2 separate regions of the Mus musculus genome follow, and region 1 is linked to region 2. Evidence: chromatin contacts called from public Hi-C data. All regions are on one chromosome and are shown on one strand. The core of a region is the stretch at or near the end of the contact, and the rest is flanking DNA. Distances in the headings are between cores, read along the strand shown. Region 1 overlaps Bms1 (BMS1, ribosome biogenesis factor). Region 2 holds the start of Ret (ret proto-oncogene).

What was found. Hi-C and Micro-C count contacts between places; a contact is called where the count stands out from the background.
Region 1: a contact with region 2 is called in a Hi-C map of embryonic fibroblasts, with 20 read pairs. The contact joins the enhancer-like site here to the promoter of Ret in region 2. A contact is called at or near these places in 21 of 39 promoter capture datasets (the 3T3-L1 cell line, 3T3-L1-derived adipocytes, the C10 cell line and 13 more), 2 of 15 datasets of contacts at CTCF or cohesin (the NIH/3T3 cell line and pro-B cells), 44 of 484 Hi-C or Micro-C datasets (the AML12 cell line, the BV-2 cell line, the C2C12 cell line and 33 more), 25 of 115 datasets of contacts at active chromatin or transcription factors (the HPC-7 cell line, T-cell acute lymphoblastic leukemia, VIP interneurons and 18 more) and 2 of 9 other capture datasets (adipose tissue and macrophages).

What each region holds. Positions count from the first base shown.
Region 1 is chr6:118,388,483-118,392,301 of GRCm38.p6, forward strand. It overlaps Bms1 (BMS1, ribosome biogenesis factor), which reads right to left. Exons shown (of 23, transcript NM_194339.1): 19 at 2,676-2,798; 20 at 757-904; 21 at 274-449. Among named protein-coding and RNA genes, the nearest start is that of Bms1, 29 kb to the right of the region's middle. Within about 2 kb of position 2,484, at least 10 of the 459 cell types and tissues checked have an H3K27ac peak or open chromatin away from gene starts, as enhancers often do. A contact at or near this core is called in embryonic fibroblasts and tail fibroblasts, where this site is marked.
Region 2 is chr6:118,196,400-118,200,107 of GRCm38.p6, forward strand. Ret (ret proto-oncogene) reads right to left here and starts at 1,345. Exons shown (of 19, transcript NM_001080780.1): 1 at 662-1,345. The coding sequence starts at 734.

The sequences.
Region 1 (3,819 bases), core at 1,234-3,733, 190 kb after region 2:
TTAGAAATCCTCACACACAACAAGTTTTCATTTCACTTCTAATTCTGAAAAAAACACTGCCACCATTTTTTTTCCTTCCCCCAACCAGCAAAAACTATACAGTTGTTCAAATTAAATTTAGCACTAGACTTTATACTTGAAAATTCAAGTCATAAAAAGGAGTCATTCCAAACTGGTGGGCTGGCTCAGAGCAAAGCACCATAAAAACCAAAATTTCACACGTAAAGCACCTGTAGGACGCTGTCTAGAAACACAGACACTCGTGACCTTTACCTTATACAAGGAATCCTTGTTTGCCTTTAACTTGATTCCATGGGCAAGCCTCAGCTGATGTGTTGTCCGCATCCCTGACCAGGTATCCTTCTCACCCACTGGTTTCAACAAAGATGTTACTGGATTGTAGAAGGCCGGAATGGAGACAGGGTACCAAGTTCGCATGAAAACAATATCTAGAAGAAAAGGTTCACAAGCTTTGTATCTCAAGCAATGCACACATTCCAAATCACCCCGACACCTCTACCTGATTAAACAGTATCAACACTTAACAGACTGTGATACTGACTATGATTAAATATCACAAAGATCTGGGTGTGAGCCCAGCCAGCACAAACAATGTGAGCCAGCTAAGTACAGGACATTCCAACTGGACAGAGATGGAGCTGCCCGGCCTTCTGAAAACCCACTCTAATCAGCAGCAGCTAGACTCAATAATGAATGGTAAAACAGTATCCTGAACAAACCACAAAAGATCCTTACCACTCATTAGCAACTTGTCCTCAAAGCTAGCGCGGAAGGCTCCTTCGGGAGCCCGGAGTGCTTTCTTGATCTGTCCCCTTATTCCACTGACAGTTCGAATGACAGCACCTTCAAATTTGGCTACTTCCAATGCAGAATTAAACATTCCCTACAGGCAACAAAATAAAAACTCACAGACATGCTTTACTTATAGCTTTGCTTAAAAAACTAAAACCAACTCACTAACAGTGAAATTACATCAAAAAATATACTGCTCAACTTTATTTTCACTTAACTAACATTTAAAACCTTTCTCTGAGCTCATCAGTAGGCTAATTACTGGTAGCTCATTATAAGAGGAAGAGGGATTTACAGGTGTGAAGTGGCCTAGACAACCTTGATATCTTCTTTTGTGCAGAGCTGAAAACCAAACTCTAGGCTTTATAAGCACTCTATCACTAAGTACCTCCCCTCCTTATACAAGTTCTCTATCACTGAGTACCTCTCCCCACCTTATACAAGTACTCTATCACTGAGTACCTCCCCACCTTATACAAGTACTCTATCACTGAGTACCTCCCCTCCTTATACAAGTACTCTATCACTGAGTACCTCCCCTCCTTATACAAGTACTCTATCACTGAGTACCTCCCCACCTTATACAAGTACTCTATCACTGAGTACCTCCCCTCTTTATGCAAGTACTCTATCACTGAGTACCTCCCCTCCTTATAAAAGTACTCTATCACTGAGTACCTCCCCACCTTATACAAGGTCTCTATCACTAAGTACCTCCCCACCTTATACAAGTACTCTATCACTGAGTACCTCCCCTCCTTATACAAGTGCTCTATCACTGAGTACCTCCCCTCCTTATACAAGTACTCTATCACTGAGTACCTCCCCTCCTTATACAAGTACTCTATCACTGAGTACCTCCCCACCTTATACAAGTACTCTATCACTGAGTACCTCCCCTCTTTATACAAGTACTCTATCACTGAGTACCTCCCCTCCTTATAAAAGTACTCTATCACTGAGTACCTCCTCACCTTATACAAGGTCTCTATCACTAAGTACCTCCCCACCTTATACAAGTACTCTATCACTGAGTACCTCCCCTCCTTATACAAGTGCTCTATCACTGAGTACCTCCCCTCCTTATACAAGTACTCTATCACTGAGTACCTCCCCTCCTTATACAAGTACTCTATCACTGAGTACCTCCCCTCCTTATACAAGTACTTTATCACTGAGCACCATCTCTAGTCCTTATGGTCTATAAATGTATCTTTAATGGAGACCCCTTCCCAAAATAAACTTTTAAACTATCTTCTCTGAACACTGTGAAACTGAGTGTGAAGTCTACTGAAATCTTGCTGTTTGCTGCAAACTGGTTTATCTACTTTCTACTGAACACTTAGGACAAAATTTAGGATTTTTTTTTTCCTTACTAACACAGCTTTAAAGTAGTGAGAAAACCCAGTGGATTAATCTGTGTTGGCTCTAGGACAGGCTCATGGAGAAGTCACAGCTGCAGTTACTAAGAATCTCTGCCTTTAAGTACAGGACAAATCATTTAAAGAAAACAAAAGTATCAAATGCCAAGATTTCAAATACTCTTCTAAAAATTTTAAATCTATTATTTTAAAAGTACAGGAAAATCTGCTACCTAACCCCATTTGATGATTCATAGTCCAAACAAAGGCATGCTTGGAATCCTAACAGGGCCCTCATGCCTGTGGACAGTGTGTAATGGCCACACAGATGAACTTGTAGTTAGACTTTAGTCTCTAGCCTGAAAATAGCCATTACAGACAAAACCCAAAAAGAGGATCCACACAGGAAGTGCTGCTGGCTGCAAACACTTCAGATAAGTAAGAGTCTGCTACTCTTTAACAATGTATACATTTGTAACATGAATACATGGATATACAGACCTTAATAAATGAAGTATTCTTGAATATTTTAAAAGGAAAACCAGTTAGTTTTAATTTCTTCACAATTTTTATGGATTTATCCAGGTCAAGGACAACTCCAGTGGCAGCAATCCGAAACTCAGGCTAAAAGGAACCCAAGATTGAAAAATATGACTAACAGGGGAAGAAAAATTTTAATTCTCTGTGACAATTATAATAATAGCCCAAATCCTTTTCCTTACAGTTAGCTATAAAAGGCACAATTTCATTTATTTTCGTATTAGGTACTTACTAGTACTCGAGATTAGGTACTAGTACTCATATTAGGTACTTACTAGTACTCGAGAAAGGGTTTAATAGCCTAGGCTCACCACATGTGGCAGAGGATGTCCTAGAACTCTTGCCTCCCTGCCTCCACCACCCTGGCTATGAACCAGGATTTTAATTATGCTAAGCCACTGCTGCTAATTTGACTTTCTCCTGAGAGTGAATCCATGGTAATCGTCTCAGAACATCACCAGTTCAGAACCAAAGGCAAATTCAGGTGCAACTGAATTTAAAACTGAGACTTTGGACCCCAGGTGGATTGTCTGTTTAGCACCCTTTTTTCTCACATGTTAGGTACAGCCAATAAATGAAGCTTGTTCTGTTCAGGCATAGACAACTCTGAAGATACTTTGTCCACACAGTGCTACTAAGGGACAGCATCATGTCTATAGGGTTATGAGGGACCCACACAATGCAGTATAATATTGAGTATCCAGTGAACGCTGCTTAAATATTTTTTAAATAAGTCCAAACAAGGCACAAAAATATACAATGCCATTGTGCCATTACAATCCTATCTCTCTCCTGATTCCCACACTCCACTTAGGAAAGCCAGGCAAAGCAATGCACACCAGGAATGCTAACATTCAGATGGCCGAGGCAGGAAGATTGTGAGTCTCAGCTAGCCTGGGCTACATATCAAGACCTTATCAGAAAAAGAAAGAAAGAAAAAGAGAAGGAGTTGGGGAGGGTGGGCAGACGGTAGGCAAAGGATGCAGGAAGATACAAAGCAAGGAGAAACTTACTAAATATTACATATAAAAATAGCTGGTTTTCAACTTAACTTCATGAATACAGTTTATATTCTCTAGTTCATCTGTATAATCAATAAAGAATG
Region 2 (3,708 bases), core at 95-2,594:
GCGGAATAGCATGTGACACAGGACTCCCAACTGTGGGGCAGAGCTCAGAGCTCTCGGCGAAGACACGCGGGGACGGGGGGGGGGCGGGGGGGGAGAGACCACAGGCTTTTAGGTTTTTAAAGATCAGGGCGGCAAAAACACACACAGGAAAAATAACCTTTACTAAAGATTGCCTCAGCGCCCTTCAGCCAGACGAATGGAGCTACAGCAAGTGCAGAATTGAAACGCGAAAAGAAAATCTGGGCGCTGCAGTCTCCAAGCGCTGGCTCAAGTCGTGGGCTTCCCAGGGCTGCCTACCCTGTCCGCTCGCAGCTGCTCCCCAAAGGCGACAAGATCTGTCCGCTTCGCTCGGGCACACGGCCGGCCGCGGCTGGAAAAGCGACCAGCTTGGGATGTTCAGCTGCGGCTTTGGCGGAGCAGTCTACTCTGCCCGGCTCGCAACTCGCACGGACCCAAGGCGAGCCGAGCCCCGCCCAGCCGGTGGCCCAAGCGCAGCAGCTAGCCGCAGCGACCCGGTTCCCAGACCCGGAGGCCCGCCAGCCGCGCAGCCGGCCGGTGACAGCCAATGTAAGCGCGCTTCTGCGCGCGTCAGCTTCCCGGCTCGGCGCGCAGCGCTAACTTCACCCCGGCCCCTACCGTCCCAGCCGCCCGTAGGACTCACCTTCTCCTAGCAGCGGCAGGAGCAAAATCAGCTTCAGCCCCAGCCCTGCGGCGCCGGACGTCGCTTTCGCCATCGCCCGTGCGCGCGAGGGCCGCGGTTGAGGAGCAGGCGGGTCTCGGCGGCGGTGGGGTGCGGCGCTCAGCCGGGCCTCCCCATGCCAGCCCGGGCGCAGCGGGCACTGCGGGCGCGTTGCGTCCGGGCGCGACTCCCAGCTGCGGACTCGGAGCCGCTCTCTGCTGTTGCTTGCACGGCTCCGGTTGCGGTACTGATGAGAGACCTGCGCTGCCTGCGCCCGGGGAGCGGACTGGGGCAGGGCAGGGCGCAGAGGGAGTGGCAGCGAGAGGGGCGGGACCAGGGGTGCGGGTGTGTGTGGAGGGGCGGGGCTCCAGGTACTGTGTGGGGCAAGGTGGGGCGGCACCCGACTGCTAGGGGAACCTCTATTTCCTCTCTAGATGAGCGCGGGTCGGAGCTGGGTGCGTGTGGGTTGTGGTGCGGGTGCTGGTCTACTAAAGGTAACCTGGATCCATGATCATTTGCCGGCATAGCCACTTTCTCACCCCGTGCGTCTCGCTTGCTGTTTCTGTTAGTCCTTTCCCGCCGCCCAGAAAGAGCAACACAGAAGATTCGGCGTCTGGGCCGACTGGTCACCTATACTCGCAGAGACCCAGAGTCTAGAATGATGTCCCTCCAGTCTCTGGACGCGAAGAGCATCCTCCGCCATTTATCAAGGGGGCGGGAGTGAGAAGCGCGTTTGGAGCCTGCAGCTTCTTCTGGGGTTAGAGGCGGGAAGAGGGGAGGAGCCCTGATCAAGAGAAAGAGGGACAGAGAGCCTGCTTCCAGTGTACAACATATCATGTGGTGAAGACGGTTGGGGGTCCTGTTGGGCTTGTTTGTGATTCCCAGGACCGGTACAACCAATAGGACCAAGACACTGGCTAATTGCACACCTTTCAAAGAGACCTGCTACCGTTGTCGTCTGGTGCAGTGCTGGGAATTGTATGCGCTTATCCCACCAAATAGAAGAGCTCTTAGGATGTGAACTGACTGATAGGGCAGCGGCTACAGGGGTGTTGGGAAGGATGAAAAGAGAAGTTTGCCAGAAGAATCGAACTCTCCCTTCCCCAAATTATGACTAAATATATTTACCCTTGATATGGGAGCCTCTAGGCAGGAAATAGAAGGTCGGATGCAGGCTCTAGATGCCTGTGAGGAAAACCCATCTCTCCCTACTCCCAGCTGCTTTTTGAAGCATGGCTTGCAACTAGTAATGGAAGGAAAGAAAAACAGACGCCTGTAGGACCTTGGAGTGAACAAACAGGTCCTGGAACCTGAGTCTGGGGAGGGGCTCAGCTGCTCCTCTCCTTCAGTATGCAGAGCCCCACCCTCCTGCCCGACTGAGCTCAGGGTTGAATAAGCAATCTCTGTACATCACTCTGCAGATATGAAGTCAAAGTGAAGTCACCCTCACAGGCAGGAGCAGAAGCTGCCAAGACATAGGCTGACTTGGGACCAGGCCAGCTGAGATCTTATTCAGAGCCTGCCTGCTGATCCGTGGGTATCCAGACCACCAGCCTTCTAACCTAGAAGAGGCACCTTGAGATCACTGGCCTTGGGTTTATGGGGATGGAATTAGTCACAAGGTGCTAATACACTGGATCCCTGGAGTTATCACTTGGGCCTGTGTCCAAGGAAGGGACCTGAACAGGAAGGTTCTCTCTCTCTCTCTCTCTCTCTCTCTCTCTCTTCCTTCCTTCCTTCCGTTCTCTCTTTCTCTCTCTCCCTCTCTTTCTTCCTTCCTCCCTTCCTCTCGCTCTCTCTCTTTCTCTCTTTCTCTCTTTCTCTCTTTCTTTTTTTCCCCCCTACAAACAGGTTCCTGTGGCTGTTTTCCAATAGAATGCAAAGAGAAAAGAGGTCTGGTCCACTCTTCCAACCAGCCTCACTCTCATACCTTCTTCACCGACACTGGGATGAACTCTGCCCATTTTAAGGACCCAGGCAAGAGTACACTCTTGTCTCTTCCTCAGGCCTTCACAGCCTTGAGTGTCCAGATAGCATGGTCGGGACATTTCCCTCTCCTCTGAAGATCTTGAGTGGACTTTTACTCGAGCCCCTAGACATGCATATGCATGCATGCATGCAACCATGTTCAGATACATGGACCCTACATACTTGAGTGCATAGCAAACCCTTCCCTGTGTACGCCCCGGGAGCTGAACAGAGACAGCAGCAGTGGATCTGAGGGAAGCCATGGACCAGCTGCCATTGAAGACCACATGGAAGGTCCAAACTTTGCTTGACCTGGCCCAAGATATTAACTCAGTTTTCAGAATCTGAGCACGGTAGGAGGGAGCTTCCTCTAGGGGAGGGGAAATGGCTGTCTCCCTGTACCTAGGGCAGGTTTGAGGCCAGGCTCAAAGGTCTCTTAGCCTGTGAGTCACCTAGGAAGCCCCACTCTTTGCTCCTGTCTTTTTTTTTTCTTCTCTGGGGAAGGTGAGAGTCTGCATGAGGTTCTATTTTTCTTTTCCTTTTCTTTGTCTTTGTATTTTTTGACGCTTCCTAATCTATTTGCTCTGAACCTCAGTTTCCCCTGTTGTAAACATCTTCCTCCCAGAGAGAGGACTTAATCTGTAGTAAAGGGAATACATACGCAGATGGAACTCAGTGCCAGCACCAAGCACATGCTCAGTAAAGTCATAACCACTGTCTTGCCTCGGTTCCCCAGAACTTGACCTTGACCTTCCCCCATTCAAGGTCACAAGTGCTCTAGGACCTGGAGTCGGGCCTAGTCTGATAGGAGCTAAGTTCCACCCACAGAGATACTTTGTCTTCCTTCCTTCCTTTCTCTCTCTCTTTCTTTCCCTCTTTCTTCCTTCCTTTTTTTCTTAAAAAAAAATTGATACTAGAGATTGAACCCAGATCTTCAAGCATGCTAGGCAGATTCCTACCACCAAGCCACTACCTGTACGTAATCTAAAAAGCAGAATCCCCCCAAGAGGCTGTGGTGCAGGCTGCTGCCTCCGAGTGATGTCACTTGTGTTTGGATCTTG